Linked DNA regions of Mus musculus: region 2 is linked to region 1. Evidence: chromatin contacts called from public promoter capture Hi-C data. All regions are on one chromosome and are shown on one strand. Each heading gives the region's core, a stretch centred on a gene start, on an enhancer-like site or on the middle of the called end of the contact. The rest is flanking DNA. Distances are from core to core; before and after follow the strand shown. Region 1 holds the start of Clec4f (C-type lectin domain family 4, member f). Region 2 holds the start of Atp6v1b1 (ATPase, H+ transporting, lysosomal V1 subunit B1).

Region 1 (5,655 bases), core at 880-3,379:
TCCTTTCTAAACAGTTTTACCAGCTGGAAACCAAACATTCAAATATGTGAGTCTATGGGGGCCGTTCTCATTCAAACCACCACACAATGCCAGGCCCAAAGCAGTGTTTGTTCTCTTGGAAGAATGTTATAGGTCTCATCCAGAAGAAGTACTTTGGACCCAGTCTTCTCGATTTCTTTAAAATTAGTTCTGAGAACCTGGAGATATCACCTGAATGGCTATAATTGCTGATGATGAAGTCTTTATGGGAGGTTCTCAACCTGTGCATCCCGACCCCTATGGCAAGCCTCTATCTCCAAAAGTATCTATATTGTGATCCATGACAATAGCAAAATTACAGTTATGAAGTAGCAACAATAGTTTTATGGCTGGGGTCACCACCACCTGAGGACCTGCATTAAAGGGTCGCGCACAGCACTGGGAAGGCTGAGAACCATTGGCTTAGATGAAGGTGGACTCTGATTTGTATTCCCTGACTGCTCTCCTGACACCAAGCTGGGTTCCCCTGACATCCTTTCTGTCAAACAGCAGCTGTGCACCCATCATTTGATCGTTCTGATGCTAACTCCCAGATAGCAGAGACCTCACAGTCTGAGAGTTCTGAGAGTCTCTTACAAGACTGTCCCCACTTCAGAGATCTGTGACTAGTAGGTTGCCAAGCAACCCATTCTTCTGTCTGTCTTACAGCCAATGCCATGACATTCAGCTTTGATGGTTCCCTAGAACAAACCATCGAACTACATGCAAACACTGGGTAGACTATTCAGAGTTTGTTGGAAGGGATAGCCTGAGCCAATGGAAAGATATAAAGCAAGGTTTAGCAGCTCCTGAGCACCATACTTCTGTGTCTCAGGAGTCAGGGTGAGATTGAGCCTTCTGTATTTTCTTGCTCAAGTTTGTTGTTTGAGAGAGACAGGGTCAGCTGAGTATGACGTTGAACTTCTGATCTTTTCCTGTCTCTGTCTCCTGAGTTGTATAGTCACGGGCATGTACCCCATATCTTGTTTAAAGACTGCCTGGGATGGAAGCCAGGGCCTTATGTGTGTAAGACAAGTGATTTACCAACTGAGCTACAGCTCAAACCCTACCTTGCTTAGGATTCTTGTGACTTCCTGTGAAGTCCTTCTCACAGGGATGTCTGAGAGTAGGGGAGGGGGGGGTGGAGGTTTCTAATCAATGTGGCCTTTCTGGAACTGGTGGCCATCCCAGAAAGGACCTGAGTCATCTCACCAAAAGAACCCAGGTGTGCTCAGAGGGAATTCATTATGATAACCAAGGATTATCGTCACTCAGGAGTTAGGCTTGCAGGAACTTTGACCTAGGACACAGCCAACAATCACATATAAAGTCTGTCAGGGCCTTTCTGGTGACCTGTCTGTAAAGTTCTGAGGTTTGGACTGGCCAGGCTCCCGGTCTTTGCCTCCCCCTACAAATTCTCCCACCTCGTGCACTGTTTTTGTTTGTTTGGTTTTTGAGACAGGGTCTCACTATGTGGCTCTGACTGGCCTAGAACTCACTATGTACACCAGCTTGGCCTCAAACTCAGAGAGATCAACCTGCCTCTGCCTCCCAGGTGCTGGGATTAAAGCTGTGTGCTACCTCAAGCCTGATGAAAATCAGAGGCCAGTGCTGGGCATCTTCCCTTATCTCTTCCCACCTTTATTAAAAAAGAGCTAATTGATTCAGTGAGGCAGCCTGGCTAGAAAGCTGTAAGGATCTTCCTACCTCCACCTCCCAACACTGTGACTACAGGCACATGCTGCTGTGCCCAGTTTTTGATGTGGGTGGTGCTGGGGAGCCAAACTCTGGTCTTCATGCTTAGCGCTTCATGCTTCAAGCGCTTCACTGTCTGAGCCATCTCCTCAGCCTCTCAAGAATGTTTCCCCTGTAAAGTTGACAGTCCCCTTCTTAGGGGCAGATTGCAGACCCTGCTGAAGGGGGTTGGGTGGTGTGTGGCTCTGAGGCAGAGGCTGGCATGGAGCCAGGGGCAGAGGGGGAAAGGGCTGTTGGGCTCTTGGCCTCTGTAACTCCAAGAGGAGGAGGGGCCAGTGGTAACATTGGATTTCTGCAGAGTCAGAGGGAGGAGGCAGGTTTGGGAAGTTGTCCTGACCTCAGGAGAACATAGATCAGGCTCCCACTGTGTTTCAGGCTCTCACTACTGTGGGCTTGCAGGACAGGCTTTAGGAACCAGTGGCAAGAACGGTGCAGGAGGATGAAGGAGGCCGAGCTGAACAGAGATATGGCTAGATATTGCACAGACAACCAGTGTGTCTCCCTACAGCCCCAAGGTAAGAATATTTAGGTAAGAATATTGCCTATACCCTGCCCTCTGAGCCCATCTTTGCCAGCCCAGAGATTTGTATCATCCCTGCCTTGGTTCCATAGTAAATAGATGGGTCAGAATAAACAGGTCGGCAGAGGACCAGAACTCTGAGCACCCCAGGCTCTATATGAAACCTCCAAGAGCCCCTCCACTGGGTACAGTAACCCGATGTCAGGAAAAATGTGCACTTGGAGTTCAGATGGGCCTGGTTTTGAACCCCGGCTTTGCCCTCCACCTAGCCCGTGCACCCTCTGGAGCTGGTGCTCTCCGAGATCATTAGTGGGTGCATCCCTGGCTAGTAACCAATTTCCCAGAAGGCCCTAGACATGCGTCCAGGGCAACATGTCAAGCTCTGTGGAAGGCTCCAGGGATGAAACCATCCACCCCAGGGACACTAATGCTTGATGTGGTCAGGCTTGTTAACAGAATGGGGACCTGTGGTCTGGACCCCTGCTATGTACCTTCTTTCCACCTGCTTTCAGCCTTCACTTTCTTCTTTCTTTATGATCGCACCCACAGCAACGCTTTCTCTGGGACGGGTTTCATGTCTAGGACACCACTGCAGCCTCTGTGGGTTGTGAGCCCCATACCTTTGGCTGTTACCTGTCCTGAGAGAATGCTTTCTTTCCCTGTGAGAAGCATGGCAGTTGTTCTCATCTCTAACGGACAAGTCAGGGGACTGTGTCAAGACCGACAGTCCTGGCTCTCCCTGCACTCTTACCCTGAGTCTTGGCTTCTCCCCTGCAGGACTGGGGCCTAAGTCAGCTGCTCTCATGGCTCCCAGGACCCTGCGGCACGTCCAGGTCATTCTGGCATTAATGGTGGTGACTGTGATCTTTTCTCTCCTTGCTCTTTTTGTGGTGGGTAAGTTCTCGGGTGACTTTAGCCACAACTCACTCTCCCTCTGTGCAAAGGTCCCAAGAGACCCAGATGGCAGTCTTCTGGACATTTCTGCTCTCTGAAGTAACATTTTGCCACCAACCTAGGCCCAGACCTGGAGTCAACAGAGCCCACTGGGCTGTGAGATGGCTCTCGAGAATGGAGGCTTCTGGGAAGGGGGGCAGGCTTGATGCTCCTCTCTTTCTGGAACCCAGCTTGTGTGGGAAGTCTATTATGTCAGGGCTATGGATTGAGCTGACCCAGGAATGGCATTCTCAGCTTCACAGCCTTGGAGACCTGAGTGGAATAAAGAGCCTCCCTCCCTCCTGCTTCGGGGAAGCAACAACTCTGGACACGACAGTGAGTAGTTCCAGTGAGGACGCGCCTCAGGGAGCTGGCTGTGGGGTGTGGGGCACAGACTCTGCTGCAGCTTCTCTTCCAGCTCCTGTTCCCACGCCGAGCTTCAGCTCCCACCTTCCTCCTAAAACATATTGTAAACTTATTTTTTGATACAGGATCTCATACAATCCAGGTTGGTTTCAAACTAAAAAGCCAAGAATCACCTTAAATGTCTGACCCTTCCTGCCTCCGTTTCTATAATGCTAGGTGTGTGGCACCATGCCCAGGTAATGTGGTACTGAGGATTGAACCCATAACCTCATGCAAACGAAACAAGTGTTCTATCAAATGAGCTGTATCTCTAAACCCCAAATTGTCCCATTTTTCAGCACAGCTTTATTGAGGTCCAGCTGCCGTAAACATTGGGCATATTTAAATTGCACAATCTGATAAATCCCTGTGGAGTGTGTTCCTGAAACCATCTCTACAGTCAGGCTGAGGAGCCAGCTCACCATCCCCTCCCCAGGGTTTGCTTGCAGCCATTGGTGATCTCTCGCATCCCCTCCTGACTTCAACCTCACTTGTCATGGTGAAGAGCAGTTTTCTTATAGAGTTTCATATGAAAAAGGATTTAAAAATAAGCATGTTCTTTTTCAGTCGTTTTTCATCCACGTGATCTGAGAAAAATATTCTTAGTAGTGTTGAGAATTGAACCCAGGCCAGAGTTTCTGTTGTTCCTGCTCATGTGTGTTTGTGTGTGTGTGTGTGTGTGTGTGTGTGTGTGTGTGTGTGTATGTGTAGCAAGCAGCTAGCTAGCCTGCCTGCATTCTTGCGTGGTCCATCCCCAGAGCCTACTAGCTTCAGGGACCAGCTGGCTGCCCTAGGATCACTCAAAGCTGTGTGTGGAGGAGTCTCTAATGTATCACAATGCTGCAACAGATAAATTATAGAGGCAACTGAAGGAAGAGTTTATCTTGGCTCACAGTTTGAAGGCACAGTTCATCATGGCCAGAAGTCGTGGAACCAGGAACTTGAGGTAGTTGATCACATTGTGTTAACAGTCAGGAAGCAGAGAGCTATGACACTAGTGCTCAGCTGTGTGTGTGTGTGTGTGTGTGTGTGTGTGTGTGTGTGTGTGTAAAAGCTTTTCCTCCTTTTCATTCAGTCTAGGACTCCTAGCCCTTAGGATGGTGAAGCCCACATTCATGGTGGGTCTTTTCTGCTCAGTTGAATCTCCCTGGAAACTATCTTATACCCAGAGGTTTGTCTTCTGGGTAATTCTAGGTCCTTCCCAGTTGACAGTGTGACTACCCTACCCAGGGACATTAAGGAATGTTCTGATTTGCCACCTGAGCTTCCCCACTTAACAGGCCTCTATTGCACCTTCTGTTTCCTCTTTTCAGATCATTCCCAATTTGTCAGGGAGACAGAAATGCAAGTGGCTATCCAGAGGCTTAGGGACTATGAGGAGAATTCTAGCAGCTGTCACAAGGAGGTACAGATACTGAAGTACCAAATGGACAATGTTAGTTCTCTGGTGCAGTTGCTTGGGAGCCATCTAGAGGATGTGAATGCTGACATCCTGCAGACAAAAGATGTGCTGAAGGAATCTGGAGCCTTGGCTTTGGAGACCCAGGCGCTGAGAAGCTCCTTGGAGGTGGCCAGTGCTGATATCCATAGTCTGAGAGGAGATTTGGAAAAGGCAAACGCTATGACTTCCCAGACCCGAGGTCTCTTAAAGAGCAGCACAGAAAACACCAGTGCTGAGCTCCACGTGCTGGGCAGAGGCCTGGAGGAAGCCCAGTCTGAGATCCAGGCGTTGAGGGGAAGTCTGCAGAGTGCAAATGACCTCAGCTCCCAGACCCAGGGCTTTCTCCAGCACAGTATGGACAACATTAGTGCTCAGATCCAGACCGTGAGAGATGGTATGGAAAGGGCTGGTGAAAAGATGAACTCGTTAAAGAAAGAGCTGGAAACACTCACTGCTCAGACTCAAAAGGCAAATGGCCACCTGGAGCAGACAGATGCCCAGATCCAGGGCTTAAAAGCTGAGCTGAAAAGCACCAGTTCCTTGAACTCCCGGATTGAGGTGGTCAATGGCCAAATGAAAGATG
Region 2 (5,655 bases), core at 1,564-4,063, 87 kb before region 1:
CAGCCCCATCCCAGCTGGGGGGGGGGGCTGGGGGAGGGGTCCCCACTGGAAAATGGGTCTTAGAGTCAAACCTGCTTGTTAGGACCCTACTGTAACTTCCTCCCCTTTGGCTCTCAGACTCTGGGTTAATGACCTGACCTGGCACCATCCCTCCCACTTGTCCTTTTGCACCTTTGCACAAGCTGGACACACACACACACACACCAGCCCCCCCCCCCAATGCAATGCTCTACCAATCGACCACAGGAAGCTGTCCCTCCACAATGAGCAGAGACTCTTGGGGGAGTAAGGGTAGCTCCACTGGATGAGGAGGGTCCTGCTTCCCAGGGTGGATATTGCTAGCGCCCATGTCCAGCCCCAACCCTGTTTTGCCCCCACGCTTCTGGCCAACTTGGTCCCTCAGCCTAGCATTAAGACACTCTTCCACCACAGTTGTACCCTGTGATGGCCAGACTCTAAGCGAGACTACAAGAGCCCTTGGGGCTCTGACCCTCTGGGCTGGCCCATTGCCTAGGCTCCCTGTCCCGTTCTGTTCTCCAGGTTCTCCAGCCTGAGCTAATGGTGGAGGCAGTTCAGAGTAGAGTGCCTGGCAGCCAGAGAGGAGGGCAAAGGAGACAGCCTACCTGTCTAAGGGGGACAACAGCTCCCACTCTTCACCACACCTCTCAGAAAGAACATCTCCCAGGTACCCAAGATAAATGAAGGGGAATGAGGAACGAGGCTGACCCCAGGCTAGGAGGGTGTCCTTGGAGGGCTAGCCAAGCCTCTAGGGATATCCTGTGAGGACTGTCAGCTTGTGGTAAGGTGATGGTACCACTGCAGAACCTGGAAGGCATCTTTCCATAGCCTTTGCTGTGTCGCTGTGAACATGATCTTATTGTCTTGGGTGGGTGGGTGGGGGTGGGTGTCATAACCTACAGGGTGTTGACAATAAACACATTCTGGTTCCCCGCAGGAGGAAACTGGCAAGAGTCTGCTCTAGCTTGAGCCCTCCCACCTGGAGGAGAAAGTGGTGGGCGAGGTGAGGCTGCACAAAGGTTGTACTGGGAGATCCTTGCAGATCCCTGTAGAGCCACATTCCAGAAGGAAAGCTGAGCCTGGAGGTCTAGACTCCCGCCCCACCCAACCTGGCAGCTCTCCTGTGCCCGCAGGTGGGAGAGCCTGTGGGGCAGAGGATCGAACAGCCTCAAACCTGGGCACAATGGTGCCCTTTCTCCTCTGATTTCTGGGCTCTCATGACCCAAGCTTTTGCATAGGAGGCAACCTCTGGCCTCTGGGAGAAGCCTGGCCTGCCCCCTTGCACCTTTCTCCATAATTGGTGCACAAGGCGTCTGTATCAGCCTCAGACACACTCCCAGCACCCAGGGCTGTGCTCCCCGAAGGCTGAAAGGTGATCCGATTGCTCTGAGCTCAGCCGTGGGGTACCCTGTATATACACTGCACCTACTCCGTTGGGTTGGGTGGCCCTGGAGTCAGAAGAAGGAGTGGCCTTGTCTAGCTCCATCTCCCCACTCCACCCCCACACACCCTGTTTAGGAGCCTCAGGCTCTGTTCAGCTGGGGCCACTCAGGCTGGTTTACTCCAGAGAGCTGGGCTGCCTGAGACTACCAGGCCAGGGAGAGTGACCTTGGACAAGAACATGAGGGGTGGCTTTGGCCCTGTGGGACTTTCCAGGTTTTCTATGCATAACACTGGTGTGGCTCACCCCTCCAGATCAGGCACAGTTGCCTCCTGACCAGATGAGAGAGGCACACCATGTGTGAACCAATACATGGTCTTAACCCAACAGTATACATACATTGCTGCAGTTACACTTCATGTATGCATGAATCCACTTGAACATACATGTACATTATATTCAGGCACCCGTACCCGCACCTGTGCCTGTGCCCACACACATACACACGCATGCCCACACACATGCACACACCTCACCTCCACCCTGTGCATACAAGCATGCACACACATGCCATTGCACATTTTGTGCCCCGCCCAGTAGAGACTGCCTTTCTTGTACATGTTTCTATGGATAGATTCTCCCCACTAGAAGGTGATTCAGGCATCCATTGGCACAACACACTGGATACTGAATTCCTCAAGCCAAGTGCCCACTGACTATACTGCTATACACATTACTATACAGATCCATTTGCTCATCCACACATGCTCCCCTGTATTCTTCTTCCCTCCCTTCCTCCCTCCTCCCCGTCCCTCCTCCTCTCTCCCTCCCTCCATCCCTACTTCGCTCCCTCCCTTCTTCCCTCCCACTGTCTCTGTCTTAGTCTCAATCTCAAGCTGTCTATCTTTGTCTGTGCCTGCCTGCCTGCCTGCCTGTCTGTCTGTCTCACTTTCACTCTCCCTCTCTCTTTGGACTTTGGACGATAGGATCCTGATGATAATAGTTGTTACTCAACCCTCTCCTCTGGGTCAGCTTGAATGGGGACCTCAATCCCGCCTGCCACCCGCAGAGGTGACCCATGTGCAGGCTTTACATAGAGGTGATACTACACAGTTCTTCTGGACTCAGAGGCCCTGATCTCCTCCCTAGGTCTTGGCCCTCTTTCTCTGAGGCAAAAAGCACCGATCCAGCAGCCCACTCCCCTCACCAGCTGGACATGAATACTCACTGACTCGGGGGTGGGTGATGTAGTTTCGGGTCACAGCCTGCACATGCTCTTGGGCTGTGCCTGGGTCACAGCTATTGCCAGTGAATCCCGAGGACCTGCTGTCTACTGTTGTGGCCATGGCGTGTGGAGAGCTGGGAGCTAGTGCCTGAGAAGCCTGGTGGTAGCTCTAAGACTTCAGTTTTATCTGGAGCTGGAGCGGGCTGCTCAGCCTGTGCCAGCAGCCACCCCTCCCCTTCCTTATGTTTCTGCTTCCCTCCCCTCCTCTGCCAGGTTGACTGTAAACAGGGAAGCTGGTATGCGCCAGCTCCCAAGGTTTCTCAGGCATGGGCTGAGCAGAGCCTGTAGTGGCTGCCCCCACTCAGTCCTGAAAGCTTGCAATGAAGGACGGAGCAAGGTGCATAGCACCTCTTCTAACCTCTGTGCCCAGAGGTCCCTCAGTGCAGTTTCCATAGTGAGTGTGGCTTCAGTTTTTCCTTTTTTTTTTTAAAAAAAAAAAAAACAGGTCCCTATCTCCCACTGTATGACTCCTTGGTCTCCTCATGCCCTGTACCTGGCAGGTTATCTTCTCAACCTGCCCCCTTTGTCCTGAACCATACCCGGGTACCCTTCCCTCTCCAATTCCATCATTTTGTCATCTTTGAGGGTCATCTCCTGGCCAGCTTCAGGCCACCTCCTGCAGGAAGCTACCATGTTCCTTGAGTCAGTCTGCGCTGTCTTCCCCACCACTCTCCAGCACTGGTCCATCTCATGTCTCTGCTCCCTCTCTCATGCTTCTCATTCTGTCAAAGAACTCTTCTGTTGGAGATTGTGTGTGGCTATAAAGGAGCAGTCTCCTGTTTGCTTCCATGAGTCTGCATAGCTGAAGAAATGATGTAAGTGTGTGCCTGTGGTCCCAGTGTTACTTTTCTGTGTGAAATTATGCTAGATATTTAAAATGCTACCATTGTGGGTAATTACATGTGATGACTAACTTTGGCTGCCAAATTGACAGGAATTAGAATCATGTAGAAAGTATAGCCAGTCCCCTGACCCCAACTACTGCTACCACCACCACTATGCCTTCCTACCATACTGACTGCTTGCCTTTTGTCTAGGCTCCACCCCACAGTTACCTGGCAACAGCCAGATGTGCCTGACTCAGTATAAAAGAGGCTGCTTGCCCCCTCCTCTCTCTTTTACTCTCTTGCTCCTGTTCTGTCTCCTTGCTTCTGCTTCTCCTCTCTCCCCACTCCCCTCCCCCCCTCTCTCTACATTCTCATGGCTGGCTTCTACTCCTCTACTCTCTCTCTCTGCCATTAGCAGTCTCTACTACTCTCTCAACTCCCCTCCCCATGCCCTGAATAAACTCTATTCTATATATGGCTGGTCCCTCAAGGAGAGGAATGAACTAACATGGGCCAGCAGAGGCACCTCTTTCTTTGACACCTGACTATACATTCACCAAACATATTCCTCTCTCTCCCTATATTTTTATAAAACACAACATTGATTGCAATCTCAAAACATGAACCAAAATAAACTTTTCCTTCATTAAGTTTTTTTTTTCTACTAGATACTTTGTCATAGCAATGAAGAAGTAAGTAATACGGAAAACTGGTACCAGGAGTGGAGTTGTTACTATAAACCTGACCATGTGGTTTTTAAGCCTCTGCAAATGGTTTGTGAGAAGAATGTGAAAGCGTTTTTCAGCCCCAGAATGGTGTAAGAGGAGCTTAATGAGCCATTCTGGTGAAGACTGAGAGAGATATGTGGACAGTGGGAGCCCAGCACATGACGTTTCAGAAGGGAACAAGAACTTTATGAAGAAATGGACTAGCAGTTATTCAGATTATATTCTGGAAAAGAATCTGAGTTTATTCTGCCCATGTCCTGAGAATTTGAATGGTGCTGAATTCAGTCATAATGGACTAATCTGTTTGGCAGAGGGAATTTCATGGCAGGTGTGTGGTCTGAATGAGAATGTCCCCCATAGGCTAATATGTTTGAATACTAGGTTCTTAGTTGGTGGAACTGTTTGGGAAGGACTAGAAGGAGTCATGGCACTTGGGGTGGGCTTTGAGGTTTCAGAAGATTTGCGTCATTTCCAGTGTTCTGTCTCTGCTTCTTTCTGTTTGTGGATCTGGACTTGAGCTTCCAGCTGCTGCTCCAGCACCATGCCTGCCTGCCTGCCTGCCTGCCTGCTGCTGTGCACCCCACCACGATGGCCATAGACTCTAACTCTCTGCAACTATGGGCCCCAAACAGCTCTTCTATGCATTGCCTTGGCTGTGGTGACTTATCACTGCAATAGAAAAGTCATTAAAACATCAGGACAGCATCCAGGCTGTAGCATGGCTCCTGCTCGGCGCTCTTCTGCAGGTCTACAGTGAAGGATAGCAGCATGCAGAGCAAAGATTTGACTGATGCAGTTTCTCAAAAAAAGAGAGTGAGTTTAGAGTTACAGACAAAGCAGGGTAAAAAAAAAAAGCAGCTGTCACTGTGAGAGAGGTTGGAACCATTAAAGAGAACCGTGATACTCTGTTCTGGGACAATAGGAAATGGGCTCTGAAGGCAAACCCACCCATCAGATGCTCCAACTTGTGAAAATTCAAATTCAGTTGACAGGAGAGAGCCTGCACTGAGGAACCCCTAAGTGTTTTCTGATCTCATTGCTGGAGAGCACCGAACCTACTCTAGCTGTGGTAGAAGGGACCAGATCACATCTCAGGCTGATAGCAGAACTTAGCAGCTGCATCCACACATTGCTGGTTTTACAGGCATAAAATGTAGGAGTTACATGTTCATGGAGGCTTGCACAAGGTTCGAGAAAGCTGTTAAGGCCAGGTCATGTGTGGCAGGGTTGAATCCCCTGCAAGGAGGCCTTGAGAAGCCATTGCATGGAACTCTGAGGGTAGTGGAGATGATAGGGCCATCAATGTCTGTTGGAGGAAAGCTGCAGGCACAGCGAGCTTACATGTGTTGTGAGTGGCAGAGCTAAGGGACAGAGCTACTCAAGCCCATTGACACCTTCATATTTCTGTCTGGATTC

What was found. Capture Hi-C pulls out chosen DNA fragments and counts their contacts.
Region 2: a contact with region 1 is called in a promoter capture Hi-C map of liver. The contact joins the promoter of Atp6v1b1 here to the promoter of Clec4f in region 1. A contact is called at or near these places in 6 of 39 promoter capture datasets (the 3T3-L1 cell line, embryonic stem cells, liver and 3 more), 1 of 15 datasets of contacts at CTCF or cohesin (the NIH/3T3 cell line), 1 of 115 datasets of contacts at active chromatin or transcription factors (embryonic stem cells) and 3 of 9 other capture datasets (adipose tissue, liver and pancreatic islet).

Annotation. Positions count from the first base shown.
Region 1 is chr6:83,652,590-83,658,244 of GRCm38.p6, reverse strand. It overlaps Clec4f (C-type lectin domain family 4, member f), which reads left to right and starts at 2,129. Exons shown (of 7, transcript NM_016751.3): 1 at 2,129-2,288; 2 at 3,071-3,187; 3 at 3,482-3,562; 4 at 4,945-5,655. The coding sequence starts at 2,213.
Region 2 is chr6:83,740,175-83,745,829 of GRCm38.p6, reverse strand. It overlaps Atp6v1b1 (ATPase, H+ transporting, lysosomal V1 subunit B1), which reads right to left and starts at 2,813. Exons shown (of 14, transcript NM_134157.3): 1 at 2,628-2,813. The coding sequence starts at 2,745.